Linked DNA regions of Mus musculus: region 1 is linked to region 2. Evidence: chromatin contacts called from public Hi-C data. All regions are on one chromosome and are shown on one strand. The core of a region is the stretch at or near the end of the contact, and the rest is flanking DNA. Distances in the headings are between cores, read along the strand shown. Region 1 has its middle 23 kb from the start of Tprg. Region 2 overlaps Gm31814 (a long non-coding RNA gene).

What was found. Hi-C and Micro-C count contacts between places; a contact is called where the count stands out from the background.
Region 1: a Hi-C map of muscle stem cells shows a contact between it and region 2, with 4 times the contacts expected there. The contact joins two enhancer-like sites. A contact is called at or near these places in 5 of 484 Hi-C or Micro-C datasets (bone marrow-derived macrophages, liver, muscle stem cells and 2 more).

Annotation. Positions count from the first base shown.
Region 1 is chr16:25,261,431-25,266,125 of GRCm38.p6, forward strand. No RefSeq gene overlaps it. Among named protein-coding and RNA genes, the nearest start is that of Tprg, 23 kb to the right of the region's middle. Within about 2 kb of position 2,516, at least 86 of the 459 cell types and tissues checked have an H3K27ac peak or open chromatin away from gene starts, as enhancers often do. A contact at or near this core is called in muscle stem cells, where this site is marked.
Region 2 is chr16:24,245,604-24,250,454 of GRCm38.p6, forward strand. The region is part of intron 1 of Gm31814 (a long non-coding RNA gene); the gene reads right to left. Among named protein-coding and RNA genes, the nearest start is that of Gm31814, 15 kb to the right of the region's middle. Within about 2 kb of position 1,923, at least 21 of the 459 cell types and tissues checked have an H3K27ac peak or open chromatin away from gene starts, as enhancers often do. A contact at or near this core is called in muscle stem cells, where this site is marked.

The sequences.
Region 1 (4,695 bases), core at 1,266-3,765, 1.0 Mb after region 2:
TGAGCTAACTGAGGGCAGAGACCATGCTGTAAATGTTGTATCTTCTTTACCTGTTCTTAGCTTGTCACAGCTTACTATCTGAGTAAGTCTTAGTGAAGAAAGGCCTCTATGTGGATCTCCCCCAAAGAATGGGTTCTAGTATGATTTATGGAGAGATTTGGGATCTTTACATTTCTCTGCATTGGCTAAATATAACATCAAGATTTACTTCTCGGGAGCTGTGTCTTCTCGCTTCTACTTCTGCAGATTTGAATGTTAATGATAATTGCTAGCACTTATTTTGTGTGTGGCACACTGGAACTCTCCTCAACACTTGCCTATCTTATCATCTAAGCTGCTTTTATAGATAAGGAAGCTTCGATTGGCAGAGGCAATGTAACCCTACCACAGGAAGGGAGTCAGGATATGACTGGGCCAGATTTTGATCCCTGGTCTATTTGACATATGCATCATACCCATTCTATGATGTATGAAACAGTGTATTTTTTGGGGGAAGGGTACTTTTTCAGAGACTTAATTTCAAGGAAGACACCTAGAGTCTCTTAGAACTAAAAGGGTTGCGTTTATTTAAGAGAAGTTAGGCTTTGTGGAATCTTACTCAAATATTAGGCTTCATACTTGAAGATGATGTTTTCTCTAATAGTGGTTTTTTTAAAGCCCATAGTTTTCTTAGTTTGGTTTCTGCTGCTGAAAATTTTAAAGGCCGACTTGGAGTGGGGAAGGAGGGCGTGTTTGCTTTATGTATCCCAAGTCACAGTCCATTGAAAGGGTTCGAGGTAGGATCCCAACACAGGAACCTGCAGGCAGAAACTGAAGCAGAAGCCATAGATAAGGGCTGCTGGCTCATTGAGCCTGTTTTCTTATGCACCCAGGACCACAAGCCTAGAGGAAGGTTCCCTAGAGTGAGCTGGGTCCATCCACAGCAACCATCAATGAAGAAAAGGCTTCCCAGACTTGCCTCCAGATCAGTCTGTTGGAGGCCCTTTCTCAACTGAGGTTTCCTCTTCTCAGATGACTCCAGCTATGTCAAACTGCCAAAAAAAATAACCAGGAGAATAGGCTTAGGGAACAACTGGTGGAGCTGGACTGTCAAGAATTATGGAGAGAGTAATAGACACTTCCCCCGTTTTCTGCATCCCGGTTACCATGCCAATAGGCAGTAGAGGGTAGAGAAGAGTGTAAGCTAGCTGTGATAGAGGAACGAGGAAGGGAAACTCTTGGCCCTTTTACTTTAGGGCTGAGAGGACTTTTGCGTGCCTCTAGAGCTGTTCGGTTGGCTTGGGCATCACTTCAGAGTCCCTTGGTTTCTGGGGCACTTCAGAGACCAGCAAACACAAAGAAGTCAGGGATTCTGGTTCTAGGCTGCTTCAAAGTTCAAGCTTAGGGCTGTCTCACTGTGCTCAACAACTAAGCTGGCAAGTCCTCAGGGAAGACACTAGCTTCACAGTATTACACATGCGCAGGGAATTGCTGGTGATTTTCACGAAAGCCTGGGATTGTTATCAATGGTAGGGTCCATCAGTGGAACGTTTATGACTTCTGTCTATCTATACCCAGAAGAATATTATTTGGTCATTAAGACTTGTTGACTTCTTAACTTTGCAGTATTGTGAATGAGTCTGGAGGGCATAGCTAAGGGAAACAAGACAGGCCCAGAAAGACAAATACCACAGGGATGACCTCACCCGTTTGAGAAATCAAAACAAGCTGATGTCATACGTGTAGACTGGGAAAGTGGTAATCAGACAGTGCAGAGAGGAGGCGAAGGAAGGGAGAGTCTGGCCTATGCCTAACTGGGTAAAAGGAAGACGGTCTGTCTGTCACTATAAGCACAACTGTATAACTATGGTGAGTATTGCTCTGTGTATTTCCAAACACCTTCCACAAGAGAAGAATTTAAGTGTTCTCACAATAAAAGATTATAAATGGCTGAGGTAATTTAGATATGATAAAATACCATACTGATTATTACACAAAATGTTCTTTTTTATTTTTAATTTTTATTTATTTATATTTTTCAAAATATTCTTATATCTAACGCCTATTGTGCCTAAAAATATGTATACCTATTACATGTCAAGCAAAAATACAATAACAACGTTTAGAAAAAAATGTCAGCACTGGATATTTGTCTGACATTTGTCAGTTGCTCGGGTCTGACAGATGGATGTGGGCAGGAAGCTCTGGGACCTCAACAGACGCTGACCATCAGTGGGTGTTGGTGACCATTCCTCCCAGTTCCTGAGAAGACGGTCACCTTGTCCTTGTGAAGATCAAACTGAAATATCTATGTTCCTGCATCATGGAATACAGTTGAGCCTAAGGGACAGAGTTGTCAGGAAAGGGAGAATACAATGGCCACCTGTTATTCTTATTCGGGGGTGTGGGAATCCGACTAGCCAGTCAAAGGTTTCTTTCTGTCTTCAGAGACACGTTTGTCTGCAAGGGCAGAGATGAAAGGCACTTGTTACAAACCCTTCTTCTCCCTCATGCTGGGAGAGAGACAAAATGTCCACCTACTGCCATCTGGTGGTCATAGTTTGCACTGCAGCTTGAGTTAGCCTCTTCACTTAGAAAAGGGTCCGCTATATAGAAAAGCAACAATGAATAAACATGGTTTCTGGCCTTGAGGAACAATCAGTCCAGTAGACTTAATTGGCATGCTAGCATTTAAAGTAAAATGTGCAAGGTGTTATCAAGACGTAGCATGGGGAAGAATACCTTTGAGTTGAGTCTTGAAGCATCCTTTGTCACTTTGTCACTTTGACAAAAAGGAGGAGGCTTGTTCTACATACAGAGCACACCCCTTTGCTAGGTTAGCACCCGACTTGTTGATAAGGGATATGGGAAAGAAGGGACAGGAACGAACTGAGACAAAGGTAGGATCAGACCCCAGGATCCTTGAAATGCCTAACCAAGGAGACAGGTCTGCTCTAGAGCATTAAGCCAGAATATAATGGGGTCAGAGTTTGCTGATAAAAGGCAGACCTCCATTGTCTGCACATAAGCTTTCCAAGTATTCATCAGTGGAAGTCATTATTTGAAATACATAGAAACATCATGGTTATGACTGAAGACAGAGTTTGTAGGTCAAAAGTCATTTCAACACCATGTCCCACATGATTGGTGCATGCCAACACTTTTTGACAGGCCAAATGGCTCAATAGAGCCACATTTAATAACCCCTGCTGCAGGAGAGGTTCTAACCTAATATGATCAACACCTTTGTGGTTTTAGAGCCCACTGTACTGTCCAGCCTACAGTAGGCTACTTATAAATCAGGTCTGAGATAGTAGTCCCCTGTTCTAGACCTGTTCTAAACATTTAGTTTCATGGTCATCCCAATTTTATTGGTCAGTTTCCAAACAGGACCTAGATCCCTCATCCCTAGCTTCTAGTTTTATTTTGTGAGAGAAAGGTTGGTATTAGCCATCTCTCTAGTCTCTACTAAGCATCTTTTGTCTGCCACCCCATGTATCAACCCACATTAGGTGTCTCCAACCTACTTGTCATCCCCAACCCACAGATTGCCTGATGCAGTTATGAGAAGCATCACCTCACATCTCACAGCGGCATTCGGTCTACGAACCACACTTTATACTCAAACTTCACTTTGTACTCAAGAACTTTCCGCTATATGGCTGCAGGACCCCGATTTGTGACAGAGTGCGGCTGGCTGCATGGCATTGCCTTCGGTGAGAAATTTCAGACCAATAATTGACCAAGCGTGAGTGGCCTCCTGATGGGCAAAGACGATTCCATTCCCCAATGCCATTTCTGGTGCCAACCGCAGATTCCCACCCACCAAGCAGTATTTCCTGTGATTCGCCCTCTTGTTCCTTGTCTTTACTCACGCTTTGCCCACTCTATCTGCACGGCAGGGTCAGTTTGCTCTCACTCTCCCACATAACTTCGCTGTTTCAAGGCTGTGTCCGGAACTGCCTCCTTCTCACCATCTGGCCACTATCTGCCATGCCTTCCCACCCGGCCCCCACCTTTCCTTGGAAGCCTTCACGCAAAGATGCTAACTCACTCAGTGACTTTTCCCACAGTGCTCAGTGTGTTCCCTGTGGCCGGATAACTACTTCCACAATGAATCTTCCTTAGGCTCATTGTTATTTCCCTGAGAGCTCCTAGACCCGACTTCTTTTATATGGCTGCTGCCAAGTTCAATAAACATTAAGCAAGTGAATATCACACTCTATAGCTAATGCTTTTGGGCTGTTCTAGCCTTCATTAAAGGAAATGGAAATGTACCACAGCCGCTTGCTTTTGATGACTAGAGGCAAGGCAGTGGAACAGGAGACTCTTACTCACTTCAGTCAGTGGCAGAACTCTTCATTTCATGCTCGCTTCCCCTCAGCAAACTCTAGAGCAAGAGAACCATGGTGCTCCCCCATGTCCTCAGCCACAGTGCATGACCAATTGTCTAATCAATGGATTGTCACTTATAAGGATCCATTTGAACATGGATGACATTTGGGATCTATAAAGATGCTTCAAAGTCAGGTGGTTACACATTTTTTTTTCCTTCCTGGAATCATTTCAAGTGGGAATCGGGGCTCCTCCCCTCTTGCTGCAGTTGCTCACCTCTCTCTGAAGCTCACTAAGGACAGATGAAGATGGGAATAGAGAGATGGAGAATGCTACGTCATCTCTAGATACCCTTGCCTGTCCCAGGGAAGTGCTGGGACT
Region 2 (4,851 bases), core at 673-3,172:
ATCACTATGCTAAGTGGGTACAATAATGGTGATTAAATGCAGAGACCCCCAATTGGTCAACGTGCAGAGAATATGAGACTCCACTTTTAATGGGATTCATCGTATCTCCTCTCAACAAGGTTCAGTTATCACTATGGAAGAGTAGGTGGGAAGATTACAAGATCCAGAAGTAGTGAAAGACTGAAGAAAAATGTGCTGGGCAAGACAACACCATTATACAATAAGCTCATAAAAGCTGTAATTACATGCATAAGACCTCCGTACAAGATGAAGCCAGCCAAAATGCCAGCACGGATGGGGGATCCTACTCCTACTTTGGAACGATTGGCAACTGCTGCAGTAAAGAGTCTCTTTAGAGCTGCAGCTGCTGAGAGGTTGCCCATGCTATAGTAGATTATCTCATACCCACGCTCAGACAGGCAACACCAAGTAGACTTAACAGGTTTAAATAAAAAAGAATACATGAAAAGGGAAAAGTGGGGTTGGGGAAGGAAGGAAGAAAATGTAATGAAGATAATTAGGTATATTTGAATGGGGCATATAATCAGAACACATATGCATGCTTGGAAGTGTCAATAAAAATTTTTTAAATGAAATGTTATTTGCATCAAAATGGATGCATCTGGAGATTGTCTTATCAAATAAAGTAAGTTAGCCTAAGAACAATTTTAAAAGAAATATCTAATTATACAATTATATTGCATGCACATATATTATATATAGCTACAATTATAGATTTGTCTATTTTTCACATAGGTTCTAGTTTCACATATTTTGTAACATTATGTGATATAATCACATTTAGAATTGCTATATCTCTTTATTAAAATGACTCTCTTTGTCATTATTTCTCACTGTCTTTAGCAAAATTTTTTGCTAAAAGACCTTCCTTCTCTTTAGACTGAAGGTATATCTCAGAGTGGCTGCTAAACATGCATAGTACCTTGGGTTCGGTCCTTAGCAGCATGTGAAGCAAGCTTAACATTCCGAAACTTGGGAGGGGGAGGCAAAAGGGTCATCCTCGGCGAAGACTGTCTGAGTCATGTGAGACCCTGTCTCACAAAACAAAAGTCTATGTTATTTGATGTGTGCTTTCTTTGAACAGTGTTTACATATTCCATCTTTTGTTTTTTGCTTTCACATCATTATATTTGTGGTGAATTCCTATAGACATTTTACTTAGAATCATATCTTTTAACATAAATATGTAGATACCTATTCTTACTTCATTCATTTTTTTCTTTAGACATTGTAGCCTGACTGACCTTGAACTCACAGAGATGCAACTTCCTCTGCCTTCCTATTGTGGGGACTACAGGTGCGTACTACTACATATGACCAATAGACTCTTATATTTTACTTCATTTAACCTTTTAGTTGATATCATACATACCATTATATCATTAGCATACAGCAAAATTATAGATACAATAGAAGTTGTCTTACATTCCTTTTTTTTCTATTTGTTTTGTTTTTATTATCCTGTCTTTTCCTGACTTTCAAAAGTGTTCCATGAGCATTTAATGGGATTTCTTTTATTGTATCTATACTATTCTTGAATATATCACCTTATAAAATATTTTAAATAACCACTCTAGGTTTTACATCACATATACATATATATCATATTATATAATATATGCCTTAAGTATAGAAAGTTTGCCTTCCTTGTCACTGCATCTCTTCTCTCTAGAGTTTGGGATAGAGTTAAAGCGCCCTGTGTTGTATTTCAATCCTCAGTCACAAGTTGGAAGGCTTGGCAGGTCATTTGTGCTTGCTCATACTTTGGATTACTGTATTTTTCCTTCTCAATTTGCAAGCCTCGTCATTTTTCATTCCCTTCTGTTTAAAGAATGTCTGTTGGGCGTTCTTTCAGGAGCAGTTCGCTGGCCACACAGCCTCTGAGTTTTCCTCCTGCTGCTGTCTCCTAAGTGCTGGCATCACGGCATGTACCCTCATGCTCAGCCATTTCTCCTGCATCTGAGAAGGTCTTAATCTCCCTTCACCACTAAGGGATGTGACTGCTGCTGGACATGGGAGCTTAGATTCATTTGTTTTTTCCTCCAGAACTTGATCATCAATCAGGCTGCTTCTCTTTAGCCTGTGTGGTTTCTGGTGGGAAATCTGCCATGGGGTTGCTTTTCTCCTACAGTCAAGGAGGGCTTCTCTCTGGCTCTTTCAAATGACTGTCCAGAAATTTGAGTATGATACGTCTTGGTATGGACTAATTTAAAGTTTATTCTGGTGCAGTTTACTCTGGTCTGTAAACCTGTCTTTTGCCAAATTTGGGGTGTTTTTGTCTGACTTTCTGTTGATGGTGCAAATCAGGGAAAAGAATGATCTGTGTTGCTTCAGATCTTCATTAGAAATCCAGGTTGTGTGCTTAGGCTCTGATAACAATAAGAGAAGCTCCTCATTACTGCTGAGCAGAAGGGAGTCCTGCCTGGGACAGAACTGCACTAAAATCTCCCAGTGCATAGAGGAAGGATACCTCGATGTTGTGGTCCACTAACACCACCAAGGGATGTGGCCTCATTCCAGAGTAGCAAAGTTCTGAGTCTCCAGCTAGGAAGGATGCAAGCCCAGAGAGACCCTTTGTCTCACAGCGATAATGTCCAGATGCTAGACAGTCAATGGTCTCTACCTGTCATAAGGTTGACCCTTCTTATCCTTATTATGGTCAATCATGCAGAAGCGAGAGGGAGAGAACTAATAGGAAACAGATCTAAAGTCAAAGTTGCCTCACCTTCCTAACTGGTTTATGATCTTGTGTGGCCTTCCTAGCCTTGATGAGCTTCAGTGTCCTCTAAAAGGGCTTAAAAATAACAACCCAAAGGTTGAAGTGAGGTAGGTGCTCAGGAGACAGTAGCTATTTTTAGTCTGTCGAGACACATTGAACAATTCCTCGATCCCCCAAGCTCATCTGAGGTTTTTTTTTTTTTAGGCTCAGTGGCCCTGGCAAGATTTCCAAATGCCTTGTAGCAAGGAAAGGGAAGCAGCTGAAGATGAAGCTTGGGGGTGAGGAAGTGTCCACTCCAGGACATTTACTGCTACTAGAAGGAAAGGCTGGCCTGTCTCTGATTGAAACTGTGGGGTGTAGGTAAGAGACCAAGTCCTGAAGCTCAGAAAAGCCAACCAGGGTCTGGCTGTGTCATGGTGCATCTTCCCTGAGCAAGAGAAGAACCCAAAGCTGTCCATGGCTGAGAACACATTTTTCCCACCTCTTCATGTGGATGAACTGTCTGCTTTTCTTTAATGGAGAAGGCCTACTTGAGTGCCACATCCAGCAGAGAGGAGACGTTAATAGAGATCAGCTCAGCTGGGGTTCCCGTTCAAGTACATTCACTCCTGCCTCACCGGACTCTCATACTCCTTACACAAGAGCGTTATTATAAGGGGCTCAAGGAAATAGTGTCAGGAGACCCACTTCATGAGTACGTTTATTATTATCTCCGCTGTCCAAGCCACACAAAATAAATGTCTGGCATTTCCAGAAATTGCTATCGATTCAGCAGCAGATTTTACAAGGCCAATCAATAATGGTTTCCTCCTCCCTTCTCCTTCGGTGTGTATTTATTTGTGACCAAGCTTTCTGTTGCCCCTGTGCTTTCTAGTGTTTATAATTGGTACAGAATAAATGGATGATTTCATTTTTTTTTCCAGGGGGGGAAAAAAGGAGTAAGGAACACACTATTAAAACCATCTCCCTCCAAGACACAAAAGCAGAAGACATCTATGTGCGCGAGTATGAGATAAAGATAGATGATGGGAATAGATGGTGGATGCTTAGATGGAAATGGAGATAAGTTTAAACAGGGTCCAAGTTACAACCACCAGCTCATAAGCCACAACTTCTGATCCTCTCCCCTCCCTACAAAGTCCCAGAAAGCCATGCAGACCTTTGCAGTCATAGGCCTATATATATGTATGTGTATATATATAGTCAATGTATTCCAGAAGGCTTCCATCCCATCTCCTTCCAAGGCCCAAATAGAAATAGATCATCTAAAGTCATGTCCCTTGCCTGTTTTTCTGTCCCATGAGTACTCCCATGTCACCAGAAAGAACATAGCTCTACAAGCAATGCTGAGAAACTTTACTTGACTCACAGATGACACACTATTTATTCTCTCTCCTCTAACTCACTACAAAAAGTAAGCTAGTCACCCACCCCTTGAAGTTTGGGGTAAACATGTGGGTTTTCCTTCCTTCAATCTTAGCCTGTATACTGCCTAATCTCATTGAGGAAACACTGATCCACATGTCCCTTAGAGAAGAGTATTACTGGCCAGCAAATGGGTATGGGCACATGTGGGTACTGTGCCAGCCCAAGCTGCTGGTCAGAAGTCTGTGCCCAGAACAATACTGCTTGGTCAAAAATAAATAAAGCAGAATTTCTGTTTCCCTTGAAATGGGTTGAATTGTGTTCCCTCAAAATATGTGTTGAAGTTCTAATTCTCCTTAGACCTCAGACTATGACCTTTTTTGGAAATCGTGTCTTTTCTGGGGTAATTGAGTTAGAATGAAGTCATCAAAGTGGGCTCTTTTCTGATATGCTCAGTGTCCTTATAAAAAGGAAAGATCTGGATGCCAAGAGGCACACACAGAGAGAGAATATGTAGATGAAGCAAACAGATATCGGGATGTTTCTTCTTCAACCCAAGGAAGGCCATAGTTTTTATCAAAACACCATAAACTCATAAGGGAGCCTGGGACACATTGTCCCTCAGAGGGTCCAAGTCTGTTGACATCTTGAACTTAGACTTCTGACCTGCAGACTATAAGAGAGTGAATTTTGTTGTTCAAACCACCCAGCATATGGTCTTGCTAACTAAGGCCATATCTCAGCGG